Linked DNA regions of Mus musculus: all the other regions are linked to region 1. The links are chromatin contacts, called in public ChIA-PET and HiChIP or PLAC-seq maps. All regions are on one chromosome and are shown on one strand. Each heading gives the region's core, a stretch centred on a gene start, on an enhancer-like site or on the middle of the called end of the contact. The rest is flanking DNA. Distances are from core to core; before and after follow the strand shown. Region 1 holds the start of Cul1 (cullin 1). Region 2 overlaps Ezh2 (enhancer of zeste 2 polycomb repressive complex 2 subunit). Region 3 has its middle 81 kb from the start of Gm35280.

The links. ChIA-PET counts read pairs in DNA pulled down with a chosen protein or histone mark. HiChIP or PLAC-seq counts read pairs in DNA pulled down with a chosen protein or histone mark.
Region 2: an RNA polymerase II ChIA-PET map of effector CD8 T cells shows a contact between it and region 1, with 45 read pairs. The contact joins the enhancer-like site here to the promoter of Cul1 in region 1. A contact is called at or near these places in 7 of 39 promoter capture datasets (the 3T3-L1 cell line, 3T3-L1-derived adipocytes, the C10 cell line and 4 more), 1 of 15 datasets of contacts at CTCF or cohesin (the NIH/3T3 cell line), 8 of 115 datasets of contacts at active chromatin or transcription factors (bone marrow-derived macrophages, effector CD8 T cells, embryonic stem cells and 3 more) and 4 of 9 other capture datasets (adipose tissue, liver, macrophages and 1 more).
Region 3: an H3K27ac HiChIP or PLAC-seq map of trophoblast stem cells shows a contact between it and region 1, with 46 read pairs. The contact joins the enhancer-like site here to the promoter of Cul1 in region 1. A contact is called at or near these places in 8 of 39 promoter capture datasets (the 3T3-L1 cell line, 3T3-L1-derived adipocytes, Sertoli cells and 4 more), 18 of 484 Hi-C or Micro-C datasets (CD4 T cells, the G1E-ER4 cell line, the N1E-115 cell line and 14 more), 13 of 115 datasets of contacts at active chromatin or transcription factors (DN3 thymocytes, VIP interneurons, bone marrow-derived macrophages and 9 more) and 2 of 9 other capture datasets (liver and macrophages).

The regions. Positions count from the first base shown.
Region 1 is chr6:47,452,642-47,456,637 of GRCm38.p6, forward strand. It overlaps Cul1 (cullin 1), which reads left to right and starts at 1,678. Exons shown (of 22, transcript NM_012042.4): 1 at 1,678-1,842.
Region 2 is chr6:47,557,737-47,561,989 of GRCm38.p6, forward strand. It overlaps Ezh2 (enhancer of zeste 2 polycomb repressive complex 2 subunit), which reads right to left. Exons shown (of 20, transcript NM_007971.2): 4 at 442-558. Among named protein-coding and RNA genes, the nearest start is that of Ezh2, 35 kb to the right of the region's middle. Within about 2 kb of position 2,860, at least 59 of the 459 cell types and tissues checked have an H3K27ac peak or open chromatin away from gene starts, as enhancers often do. A contact at or near this core is called in effector CD8 T cells, embryonic stem cells, extraembryonic endoderm stem cells and 2 more, where this site is marked.
Region 3 is chr6:47,336,674-47,340,723 of GRCm38.p6, forward strand. No RefSeq gene overlaps it. Among named protein-coding and RNA genes, the nearest start is that of Gm35280, 81 kb to the left of the region's middle. Within about 2 kb of position 1,753, at least 24 of the 459 cell types and tissues checked have an H3K27ac peak or open chromatin away from gene starts, as enhancers often do. A contact at or near this core is called in the G1E-ER4 cell line, Sertoli cells, granulosa cells and 1 more, where this site is marked.

The DNA of each region.
Region 1 (3,996 bases), core at 428-2,927:
CATATGTCTACAGAAAAGTTACTAAAAACATGTTTCTTTTGAATGAGTTATTGAGGTGTTTGACATAAAACAAATTAAAAACCTTTTCCCCAGACAAACGTAAAGATAATATAATTTGGTATACACATGCAGAAACAACACTTCTAAAAAATACTTAATAGATGTTGACAAAAAGCTACAGTTCGATAGAAGACACTAAACCAGCAGTTCTTAACTTCCTAATGCTGTGACTCTTTAATACAGTTCACCAGGTGACCCCCAATCAGAAAATGGTTTTTGTTGCTATTTCATAACTGTAATTTTGCTGCTATGAATCGTAATGTAAATGTGTTTGGAGATAGAAGTTTGTCCAACGGGTGTCCATCCACAGAATGAGAACTGCTGGACTACACACCAGTGGGACTTTCTTTTGAGAGGAAGCACGGGTTACTCAAGTTGTGGATTTGAGACCTGTCAGGTCTGCTGAGGATTTCTGCCCCGAAATGGTGCATTAGAAAGAATCTCTGTGGTGTTCTAGTTTGGTGAAAAGTTACAGAAGTTACATCAAATACATCTTTGGCCCAGATGATGAGCTAACTGAAAATCTTCCCTTGCTAGTTCACAGAATTAAATGGCAGATCTAAGCTAGGATATTAAAACAGCTGCCTCTAACAAGGTATGGGGTAAATCCATTCTTTCTCCAGCCTCTCACCTGTGGCTAGGGGTGTTGCCAAATTTACAATTGAATATTACAAAGCACAAGATGACAGCAGCTGATTTCCAATGGGTGAGATTATTCTAGATGTAAGAATACTACTTCATGCCATCCCAGGTTGGAATCGCAACTCCCAACTCTCCCTAACTAAACCATATACAGTGAAAGTGAAAAAAGGCTCTCAAGAAGGAAGGGAGGCCACTGCTGAAAAGTATTAAAGAGGGAGACACACATCCACGTGGGTATGTGGGCAAGCTGGAGGTTTCCGCAGGAGGATCTCCAAGGCCTGCAGGTAGAAAGGGGGGTCGGTGAAGCAGTAGCACTTTTCTCTTGAGTCCGCCTGCCCATTTGACTTTCTCATCTCACGGTTGGGGATACTGCCTCTGGTTCAACTCCAGGACAGGAGACACCAGCCAGGATCAGTGCAGTTGGGACCCATGTCAGCTCCCGGGAGGTGCATGGAGGGGAGGGGCAGGGGAGCTCAAAGCCCCTCTCCCACAGCCGCTTCCGGAAGTGTCTTCAGAGGTCAGAGCCCCCAGCCTCGGCTCGGTCTCCACGAGAAGTCCGAAGTGGCGGGAAGCCGGCACTCGAGAGGCCGCCCCGACGCGAGGGCGGCGGGAAAACCTGGCGGAGGATTCCGCTCGTCCGGCAGGACCCGGCTCGGCGTTTGGGAAGCAGAGGCCATGGCTCGCAGGTAGAAATGCCCGCGCGAAGCGGGTCCTGGCCACGAAGCGGGTGACCAGGGCCTCTGGGGGGGCCGTTTCCGTGCCCCTCCCGCGCCGCCGCAGGCCCGGCGATGGCGGCGACGGTTTCTTGGCTCCCCCGCCCCGGACGCCGATGGCGGTGCGTTCCGGCCCTCCCTCCCCCACGGCTTCGCCCCGCGGTCGCCAGAGCCGGTGAAGCCGGGAGGGCGGGGAGCGGCGGAGGGACGGCGAGAGGGCGGAGGTTGCGTGGTGCAGGCGGCGGCGGCGGCGGCGGGAGGAGGAGGGCCGGCAGGCGGGCAGGGGAGGAGGAGGAGGAGCGGGCGCCGTGTCGCACGCAGCTCCAGGCGGGGCAGCCCGGGCGCTGAGGGACGCGGCCAGACCTCGGCGGGCCCCGCGAGCACTACACGCCGTCGCCCGAGCGTCGGGGGGCGCCCGGAGATGCGGGTGAGTAGCGGCTCGGGCCGCGGTGGCGGGAGGCAGCGCAGGCCACGGCGGAGCCGCGGCGTCGCAGTGACTCGGGCCGCGGCGTCCGAGCCCGGGCTGCCGGCGAGGCCTGAGGCGCCGCGCCGCGGCTAGGCGGAATGGCGGCCGGGCCGGAGAAGTCGTGGGCGTAGGACGCCGAGGGCGGAGCGGAGCGGCCAGGCCCGGCCTGAGTCACCCGGCCGGCCAGGCTCGGCCTGGGCCGGGACTCGCAGGGCCAGGCCCTGGCTACGCACTGGGAAAAAGCCGGACTCACCGCGGCCTGTGGCGCCGACCTCGGCGCCTCACGCGCCACCCCTCCCTTCCCCTCGGCCCTGGGGGTTCCGCTTGGCCGGGGTGGCTCAGGGCCGGGGGACTCGTGCTCTCGGGGATCCGGGGGCACTCATTGTTGCGACGGTGCGGGGCATGATTATTGGGTAACAGTGGTGCCGGGCTCCGTTCTCTCTGGGAGCGTGGCCGAGCAAGGCGCGCCGGGATGCGGTGTGCTTTTCCAAAGGAACGGAGCCCCCGGGCGTCCGCCAGCTCTCCTCAGTCGAACTGGGCCCTCCCTGTGCGGCGGCCTCGGCGCGTCCCCGGTCCCGGCGGGAGCGCGCGCTCTGACCCCAAAGGTAACCCGGCACCGGGCCAGGAGGACTGAGTCGGGGGCTGTAGACTCTGCGGGCCTCTATTCTTAAATCCCGCGTGGCCCTGAGAACCCCCTCTTTCTGTCACCTGTGCACTGTGTTGTTACTCAGGAGATAACTAAGAAAGCAAGGAACACTTGCACTCTCATTCCTTGAGCCTAAGCCCCAAAGTTAAGGGAGCTAGGTATGCCAAAAAAGGAGGATTCCCCTTTTCTGAGAGGTCACTGTTGATACTTGTGGTTAGTTCACAGTCGTTGGGGGTTTGTGGGACGGGCACGCATGCCGAAATGCAGTCAAGTTGTTCAAGTGCTTTTAGTTGCCCTGTGTGTACTTGCTCTTTGCTGGAGTAGCATTAAAACAGCCAAAAGCTAAGAATGGAATAAATGATTACTGTTTTAGAAAGGCACTGGGGTGACAAAAGAGGAACTAAGCTCCTTTTACTTCAATTTTTAGGACCTAAACCTAACACTCTGAAGAAGCCAGTGTAGTTGAGGAAAATAAGGATATGAGGTCTTTCTTTGTTTGAGAAGGCTTTAAGATTTCTCTTTTTACTTAAAACTTGTATTTGTTGCTTCCCATAGTAAGTTGAAACAGTTATAGCTCATTTTAAATTCTGAGTATGCAACACAACACTGGCTTGTTTTATCTTCTATTCTGCCCATTTTTGGAGGTTTTGGGGAGCATTTACTAAGCCTTAAGCCTGGGAGAAAAGACCAAAGTGCTTTCTAAAAATGCTAACCTTTCTCTTTCCTCCCTGTTGGCATCATCTTTAAAAAACTGTTTTGCCCAAAAGACAACCAATTTTAGATAGGCTAGGGTGTTTGTAAGATACATCTTTCCTGAGTCTTATGGTCAGGCCCTGGAAGGTGTGGCCCAAATTCCTAGTATGTCACATACATCTGAAGTCTGAGCTAATTTGGCCAGGTGTCTTTAGATATTACATAGACTCTGTTGTTCAGGGAACTCCACCTTCTTGCGCTAATTAATTTTGTCAGTGCAGGCTTATTTCCCATACATGTGACTATGAAATCATTGAAGACACAGACTAAGTCCTTTACTTTGTAACCCTCAGATAACAGAACATGATCTTGCTGGTACCATGAATGATTTTTTTTTTCTTTTTTGGACTAATCCTAGGGTTTTACTACTCCCCTTCATTTTGGCTGCAGAAAACATAGTCACTGTTGCTGCTGAGCTTGTTAAAAGTGCAAGTTTACTATTATGTTGCATGCTTCCCTAGAGTGAAAACTGTTATTTTTCTTGTGTCCCCCTTCCACCTGCATAACTACATACTGTATCCTAGGGAAAAAATGGTTGAGGGTTTCTTTAGTTGTGGAAATCTAAACAGTTTGTAAAATTAAAATTAATCATTCTAATTTAAGGAGTCAGTATTTTTTTAAAAAACAAGTTTGTTTACCCCTTTGCCTTTGAAGTAAAGCCGGTTAGTATTTAAGGCTGTTACCTGCTGGGAAGATAGTCCAGCCCAGTTGTACCA
Region 2 (4,253 bases), core at 1,610-4,109, 110 kb after region 1:
ACAAAGACTCACTGGAGGACAAAGACAACATTTCAAGTATTACAAGCCTTGGATCAGACTATGATAACAATCAACAGGAAAGGACACACTAGAAAAAGCCATGAAACACATAGGTGGCCATCAGGCAACTAAGAAATAGGAAGATTAAATTATTTCAAATCATCACTAGTCAGCAAATTTTGAGTTTGTTATCAAAAATTTAAATAAAGAAAGAAACAAGTATTGAGACAAAAGCAAAGTGTGAGTAATAAAAGGAAAATGTAGAGTTTAACATATATATTGTTCAGGTTCAGAGTATACATATGTGACTGCTATGGGTTCAATTTATTTTGTTCTATTTTTATTAGTTAAAGATCTAACACATGTCTGAGGTGTTTTTGAGACAGCCATGGAGGCTGACATTTGAGAGCAGAACAAGCAAAAGCTACATTACTTACATACCATAAAATTCTGTTGTAAGGGCGACCAAGAGTACATTATAGGCACCGAGGCGACTGCATTCAGGGTCTTTAACGGGATGACTTGTGCTGGAAAATCCAAGTCACTGGTGACTGAACACTAAAACAGAACACAAATAATAAAAACTTCCTCTTACAAATCAAAAGATCAACCTTAAGCTATGGTTGGTCATCATACTGTGAACAGATGCTGTAACTCTGGATATAATTTTTATGATGCAAAGGTTCATAAAATCCAAAAAGAATCCTCTTTTCTCTAAGGTGTCTCCTTAGACATTCTCCATCTTTTGCAAGCTTTTAATCCCCTCCAGCCTTTCTCATACTTACCAGTAACAGTTAAAAATCAAAAACTATATTCATATTAGCCTCAGAAGCCTGATCTGTAGCACGTTTTCTCTAAACACTTGAGTTTATTTTTAATTCTGATCACTCAAGCACATAGATTAGAATATATTATATATACCAAATGTGTCCTAAGATTATGAATTACATTGATCTTATTTCTTTGTTTGTTGAGATGGGGTCCTGTTATTGAATTTAATCTGTAGACCAGGATGTCCTCAAATTCACAATTCTCCTGCCTCAGCCTAAAAGATGCTGTGAATGCTAAGATTACAGGCAGATATCACTATGGTATATCTAAACCTTATCTTTTCTCTTGCTTTTTAAAAATGTCATATTTTATATATTATCAAATAATGGATTAAGAGTAACAGATGAGTTTCAATTGCAAAAACATTTTAATCAGCTTTATAGCATCTAACTGTTCACATGTAAGGCACTATATTAAGCACAGTAAATGTTTTATCATAGTTATTATGACTCTAGTTGAAGGCACTTACCCCACTTTGCAATGAAAAAACTACAGTAAAGAAAGGACAAGGAGTTTGCTCAAGATCATACATGGAATATACACAGCAAGCCTGATTCTGCTCACTGCTCTGACCCAGTGCCATGATACTTCATCTCTATAACACACCTTCTTTCCCTTAAAATTCATTTTGTATTATTTATCATAATAATGATTTAATGCTAAATTTCTGGGGCCTCAAAAAGAGACAGAATTTGACCTCCACCAACAGACAGAACTGTGTTAATTAATGCATATATCGAGGAACAGCTTCTCTCTAGAGGAAGAAACTGCAGGCTCTGCCAGGGGGCAAAGGTAGCTGTGGGCTATGAGGCTTGAGTGAGGAAATTGCTGTAGCCTTGGTCACTCCTGTAATCTCTCCTTCCTGAAACTGTTAGCCCAAGGCAAGACAGACTACCCAACTGTAATCTCACAGGAATTCTGTCTCACAACTGAGGCACTCTATCAGACTTCAGGGCACACTATTCTTCCTGTATCACAGAGGAAAAAACTGCTAATTACACTGTGACATAATGCCTTCTTACCACAGTGACTTAAACAAAAAAATGTTGGTTAAAAATTGTTAACATTTTTGCAACTTTGATTCTAATGTGGTAAAAATTCGTGCCCTGATAACCACATTGCTTTCTATCCTGATGAGGAATCCAGCTTTTCTTAAGAGTTCTATTCTCAAATGTCAAGCCTCCATGGCTGTCTCAAAAATACCTCAGATATGTACTGATGATCTTTAATAAAAATAGAACAAAATAAATTGAACTCATGGCAGTCACATATGTACACACGATATACAGAGTCAGTGTCTGAGATTTATGTAGGGTGTTTCCAAGTCAGCAAGACTGGGACTGGATGAGGTGAGATTACTCGCACACAGGCCACATAAGCCTACATGTGTACTCATGTGTCCCTCATGTGTGGTCACATTCCACATAGCAGATACTATAAGCCTTCAGTTCTACATAGCTGCTCGGGTACTCTGACCATCACAGTGCACACTGCACACAAAGATGACTCCTTCCTAACAGAAGTGAAAGTGACAGACAAAGTTGTTCCAAAGAACAAAGATAGTGATGTCTACTTAGGTGTTTTCCAACAAGGCAAAGGAAAAATAACAATACCAAAAGCTCAAAGTCAAGTAAATAAGGTGTGAATGGCTTATTAATGTTCTCTTTCCTACTAACTGGCTTCACTCACAGATCCTCATCCCTCCATTTGCTAGTCCAATAACTACAGGAACCAACATTTATTGATTACATGCTGTGTTTCAATCACCATGCTAAGTAACTGCTTATATTCATAATCATAAGTAGTTCTTGTTATCACCTTATGACATAACTTTAACATCACAATCCACAAATGGGACTGGAGGCCAGAAATTAAATCTTCCTAGGAAGATAGTTAACTTAGAAGGCAGGACTAAAAACTAAGTCTAATTGTAACATCCAAGAACTTCCTCAGTTTACTGTGCTTTAGTTCTTGCTCTCAGAAGCTCACAGGGAAGAGTCACTATAGAGCCTTATAGTATCTGCTATGTGGAATGTGACCACACCCAGTAAGGTCACAGGGTTATCACCAACAACTCTCCTCTTACTCTATCCCTAGCACATTTTCCTTTCCTTCAACCTGACTAGGTAAATTTAAGTATGAAATGATTTTAATTACTCAATAAAGCATCACATATTATCCAATAATCTTAAATATAAAACAATTTTCATTTCTTAAAAAAGTTATTAACTTTTGTTTTATATTTGGTGGGAATAAATTAATTCTACATAGAAGCTGTCTTTATAGCTTAGAGGGACAGACTGGTTCTCCAGCCCTGACTTACCTGTGTTAGTATATGAATCCAAGGTCATGTGTAAGTCAGACAGAAAATATTCTTTTCAACCACTAGCTAAGGGGATGACTGATTTGCAGAATCAATATATACTAAATGAAAGCTGGAAACTCACAGAAGCACAGAAAACAGGAAGTCACGGGCTATAGCACAAATGACACCCCCAGTCTAATATCTCCACCCCATTTCTGATATCCACCACTTCAAAGTTCTGAGTCATCCACAAGTCAACAAGGGATGAAACGCAAGCTCTGTAAGGGGAAGAGCATCTGAGGTGAAAGGTAGGATTTTTACCTTTCTACCTCAAAACAATATTCAGCAGTGTCTTAAAACATATGTTTATGGTGTCAACAGACTATGTTTGTGGCAGAAAGTTCAGTTCCTTCCGAGCTGAGGACACCTATGTGGAGAATGAAGCTGAGCTCTCTGCAGCACCTCTGGATCCTACCCCACACAGTCTCTAGCCATGCTACAACCATACCGTCCTCACTTGTGAAATGATACTGAAATGCCACAGCCAATGCAGGTAAAACAAGTTGGGAATGCTATGTGTTGACTTACAGAAAATTATACAAAACTCCCAGTTACTTAGCAACTTTACTTCCTTTGAACGTGTTTCGCTCTCAACTCTTTAAATACTCATATTGCTCAAAACAGTGCAAAAGCTGTTGTTGACCTCACCAGAGCATTTTTGCCCGCTCAGTTATACCTCTAGGTGGCCTACTTTAGCAACTTAAATTTCTAATTCTAATTCCAATTTCAGGATCACAGATAATTTAACAGTGGTAAAGAAAACCAAGTTACCAAGGACGGCACACTGTCAGAGAAACACAGCTGACTGGAAAGTAACAAGCTTCCTCTGAGGCTGGGGACTCACACCACCCAGCTGGTACAACAGGCGACTGTGTGGCTGGAGAGGAAGCCAAGTCAAAAGTAGTAGTTGTAGGAGTACACAACCAAACTGAGACTCTTGGCAGAAGACTGGTTCCAAGTAAAAACTGTGCTATGGAAAATCGTACAGGGAGAGCAGGTGAGTGGCCTGCAGGGAAGGGAGAAAAATTAACACACCCTACTATGTGCCAAGCACCAT
Region 3 (4,050 bases), core at 503-3,002, 120 kb before region 1:
GGAAATTCTCAAAAGAATACATAGAAGGAATACGATTGGCCCAAAGCTCCTACTGGAAACTTATTCTGTGTTCTAAAGCCCTTTCTTTGGGGGCACAAAGCTACTTCACTAGTGGACTCTGACTCCATCATGGGCTAACAGCAGCCTCAGGTGCTTCTATCAGCCTACCTCTGCCTCACAGATGTGTGAGCAACTTAGCTTAGAAGTGCAAAGGATATGTATACACAATAGCACAGTGTGCAGAGCATGCAGGACAGACAGTCCACACACCTGGGGACATGACCTTGCATAGCTTCAATGTGAATACTTGGTGACAAAACAGTTTATGTAAATGGACAAGGCAAATATGAAACAAGATTGCATATCAGAACTTGTTAGACAATGACGTGAGTGGATTCTTTGCTCAATCAGTAAGGATTTTTAAACACTGGAAGAATAATCCTGAGTGGGTTTTTGTAGGTTTTGTTTTGTTTTGTTTTGTTTTTTGGAAGAAAGGGTTTATTTTTTGTGGTCCAAGGGTATAGAGCCCGTTATGGTGGGGAAAACATGTCAGCAGGAGCGTGAGGCAGCGGGTCACACTGTCAGAAAGCAAGAGTGGATAGGAAGTGAGGCCAAGCTAGTAAACTTCAAAGCCCAATACCCCACCCCCTCTCCCTCCCCTCCCCCACCCTATCCCCTCACACATAGTGACTCATTTCCTCCAGCCTGACAATCAACAAAACAATAAATCATACCCTTATCAAAGGTGCCTCCCAATCTCTGTGGTACAGATGGCCCCGTCCCCATTGATTTCAAGCTAACAACACCTAGTAAAAGAAGAGAATAGGAAAAAAAAAAAAAAAAAAAAAAAACGGGTCCTAACCCCGCTCCCATGCGGTATCACTACCAAACAGTGACAATGAATGTAGGTGTAGCAATAAGGTTTGTAAAATAATAAGAAATGTCTTTTTATATGAACATGTTGTGTTGCCAGTTTATATGATTTAGTTTTTATGACATTTATGCTTAATAACCATTTATAGAATTTCTAAAAATTTAAGCGGCAGCTTTCATGGGTTGGTATGAGCTAACAAGCACATCGGGGCTTCTGTCCCCTTTTTCTTATGAGTAGACTTTGTATAATAGCTCACCCTAGCCTCAGTCATCTCCCTCCCACACAGGCACCTCTCACTAATAAAACCTCGTCGTGTTGAGTCTCATCCTGGTGTCTGCTCCACCTAACACAGGGAGAGGGGATCTGTCCAAGAAGGCCAGCTGAGAACTTGAGCTGGCTCAGAAACTGCCAACAGGTGAAGGGGATGTCACCCTGACTTGCAAGTAGAATATACACAGCAGCTGGCACAAGGGAAGGCACATGCTGCACAAGGACAATGATGCCACCACCAGGTAGCCACAGGAGGACACTGGCTGCACAGGTGGGTGACAAAGCTGTGCTGCCACTGCATAAACACCACAAAAGCAGCTAATCAGCATGTCACTATGAACAAGCCTATGACGGGGCCTCAGAGCTAAGGCGATCCAATTCCAGTTCGACCTTGACACAGAGGAAGTGCTTGGTGCATACATTCGTGCATGTGTGCCTGCGTGTGGTGTGTGTGTGTGTGTGTGTGTGTGTGTGTGTGTGTGTGTGTGTGTGGTCGGCCTTGAACTTTCCATCCTGACATCTCAGTTTGCTGAGTCCTGGGAATACTGATAAGCTCTACCACACCAAGCTTTGATCTGTGCTTTAAAAGAGGATTCAGACTCCCCCAGAGAAATGCCAGAAATGAGATAAGAGAGGAATTCCAAGCAGAAAGAACAGTATGTGAGGAAGTGCTGTGGCCTAGAAGGACACACTTGACATACTTGAACTGGTTTTCTGACTCTTCCTTCATTTTTATTTTGGAGATTTTTTTTTTTTTTTGATTCCCTGTGTCTTTCTTATTGCCAGATACAGTAGGAATCCAACAGTTACTCATTCGATTCATTGATGGTTTTTTTTAAAGGGTGAGGAATAAGCTGGAAGAAGATACTGTGAAGCTCTACTAATAAGGAACTTAAGATAAATGAGAGAAAAACGTGAAGGTCATGGGTGGATCTGACCCTGGATTCTGTGTGTGATATCAAAGGGATTTGTTGTTTACTGTTGCTACCTGAGGCGTGTACTTTTAACTAGTAAATGAAGTTACAGTTCCTCATTTTGAAGCTTTTTTCATGTGGGAACATTATATATTAGGGACCTCTAAAGGAAAAGACTTGACAGAATTTATGGGGATTATTGGACTGGCAATGGCTCACTAGTTAAGAGCACATACTTCCAGAAGACCTGAGCTCAAATCCCAACACCCACATCAGGCAGTTCACAACTGTCTGTAACTCCAGCTCCAGGAGTATCTATCTGATACCTCTGTCCTCTTCAGGCACCTACATGCACACAGACAAGCACATAATTTAAAATAATAAAAATTTAAAAGTGTTTAATGGAGTAGGACTTATTAGACTGACTTGCTGACTGTAGTCTGGATAGGCCAACAATGGCTGCTTTCCTATGGAAAAGCCAGTAATTGTTCCGTCCATGGGACGTCTTAGCAGTTACAATCTGGTACTGAAGTCCTAGAGGGTTCCTAGAGGGGTGTTTACCTTCACTCTTCTTTAGAATGCCCAAAGAAGCAGGTTCTGACACCAGTGAAGGATGCCTTAGCAGTAGCAGAGATGAGTTCACTAGCAAGAGTGAGGGCAGAAGTTTCCTTCTTCCATATCCTTTGGCCTGGGTTCCCAGCATTCATGTCAGGGTAACTCCAAGAGATCCAGTGTTCTCTGGCCTCTGTGGGTTCCTGCACCACATGCCACATTCACATACTCACACACAGACACAGACACATAAAAACAATTTTTAAAAAAAGGCAAATTTACCAGAAAGGCATTGCTGCTTGAAAACCCACATGCTCAGAACAACAAATAAAAATAAACAAAATAAACGAATAAGGTACTACATGCCGTGTATACATAAAGAAACAGAACAGATCCTTTAAAGTTTACCAACATAGGAAACAAAGGTTCCACCACACTGGCCTGGGCATCCACAGGAAAATAGAACTTCCCACATGAAAACAGGAATACTGAGAAAGAAGAAAAATGGCTTGAAGGTGGGGTGAAAAGGATTTTCAAATTCCATATCCACCCATACCATCAATGAGATGCAAAGTTTCGCTTAATATACATACTCTTCAGACTATATGTTTGTCTAGATTTTATTGGAAGTTCCTAGAAAATATACAACAGAGGGCCAAGAAAAAACACAGAAGGGATGTCTACAGAAAAGCAATAAAGAGAAGAGCATTTCATCACCCAGAGAACCATAGAGTGGATCAGGAAGGACATGGAGGGGGTTGGGAGAGAATATCTCCTCTCTGCATGGAAACACTGTCTGACTAACTACAGTTTCTGCAAGGGAATGGTAATAGGATTTGTGCAGATTTGATGGAGTGTTCAAAGAAAACTAACTAAAATTTAAACTTTTTTTTTTTAGAATTTTTTTAAAAAGATTAAATTATTTATTATAGGATTACACTGTAGCTATCTTCAGACACTCCAGAAGAGGGAGTCAGATCTCATTACAGATGGTTGTGAGCCACCATGTGGTTGCTGGGAATTGAACTCAGGGCCTTTGGAAGAATAGTCAGTGCTCTTAAACACTAAGCCATCTCTCCCCCAAAATTTAAAAGTTAACCTAGAATAAACCCCCAAGCAAAACTGATATACAAGGAAGGAAAAACCACGTTACAGCAATGAAGGACTGACAATGAAGCCGAAGGCAGCTGTTATCCTGAGCAGGTAGTGGTGGTTGCTGGTATAACTAAAGTGGTGTGGGGATAGTATGAGCTGAATGCTTAAATGTGTAATAAGAACGAACAGGTTACATAAAAAAAATGAATAAAACAAGCAACAGCAACCACAGGTGAGTAGCTGAGAAGATCCACAGAGCAGCTATTCATAGGCAAAAGTGTTTATAGACCTCATATGCTTTTAACTATCTACCTTTACACAATTTTAGTAAAAGGTGTAACTAGG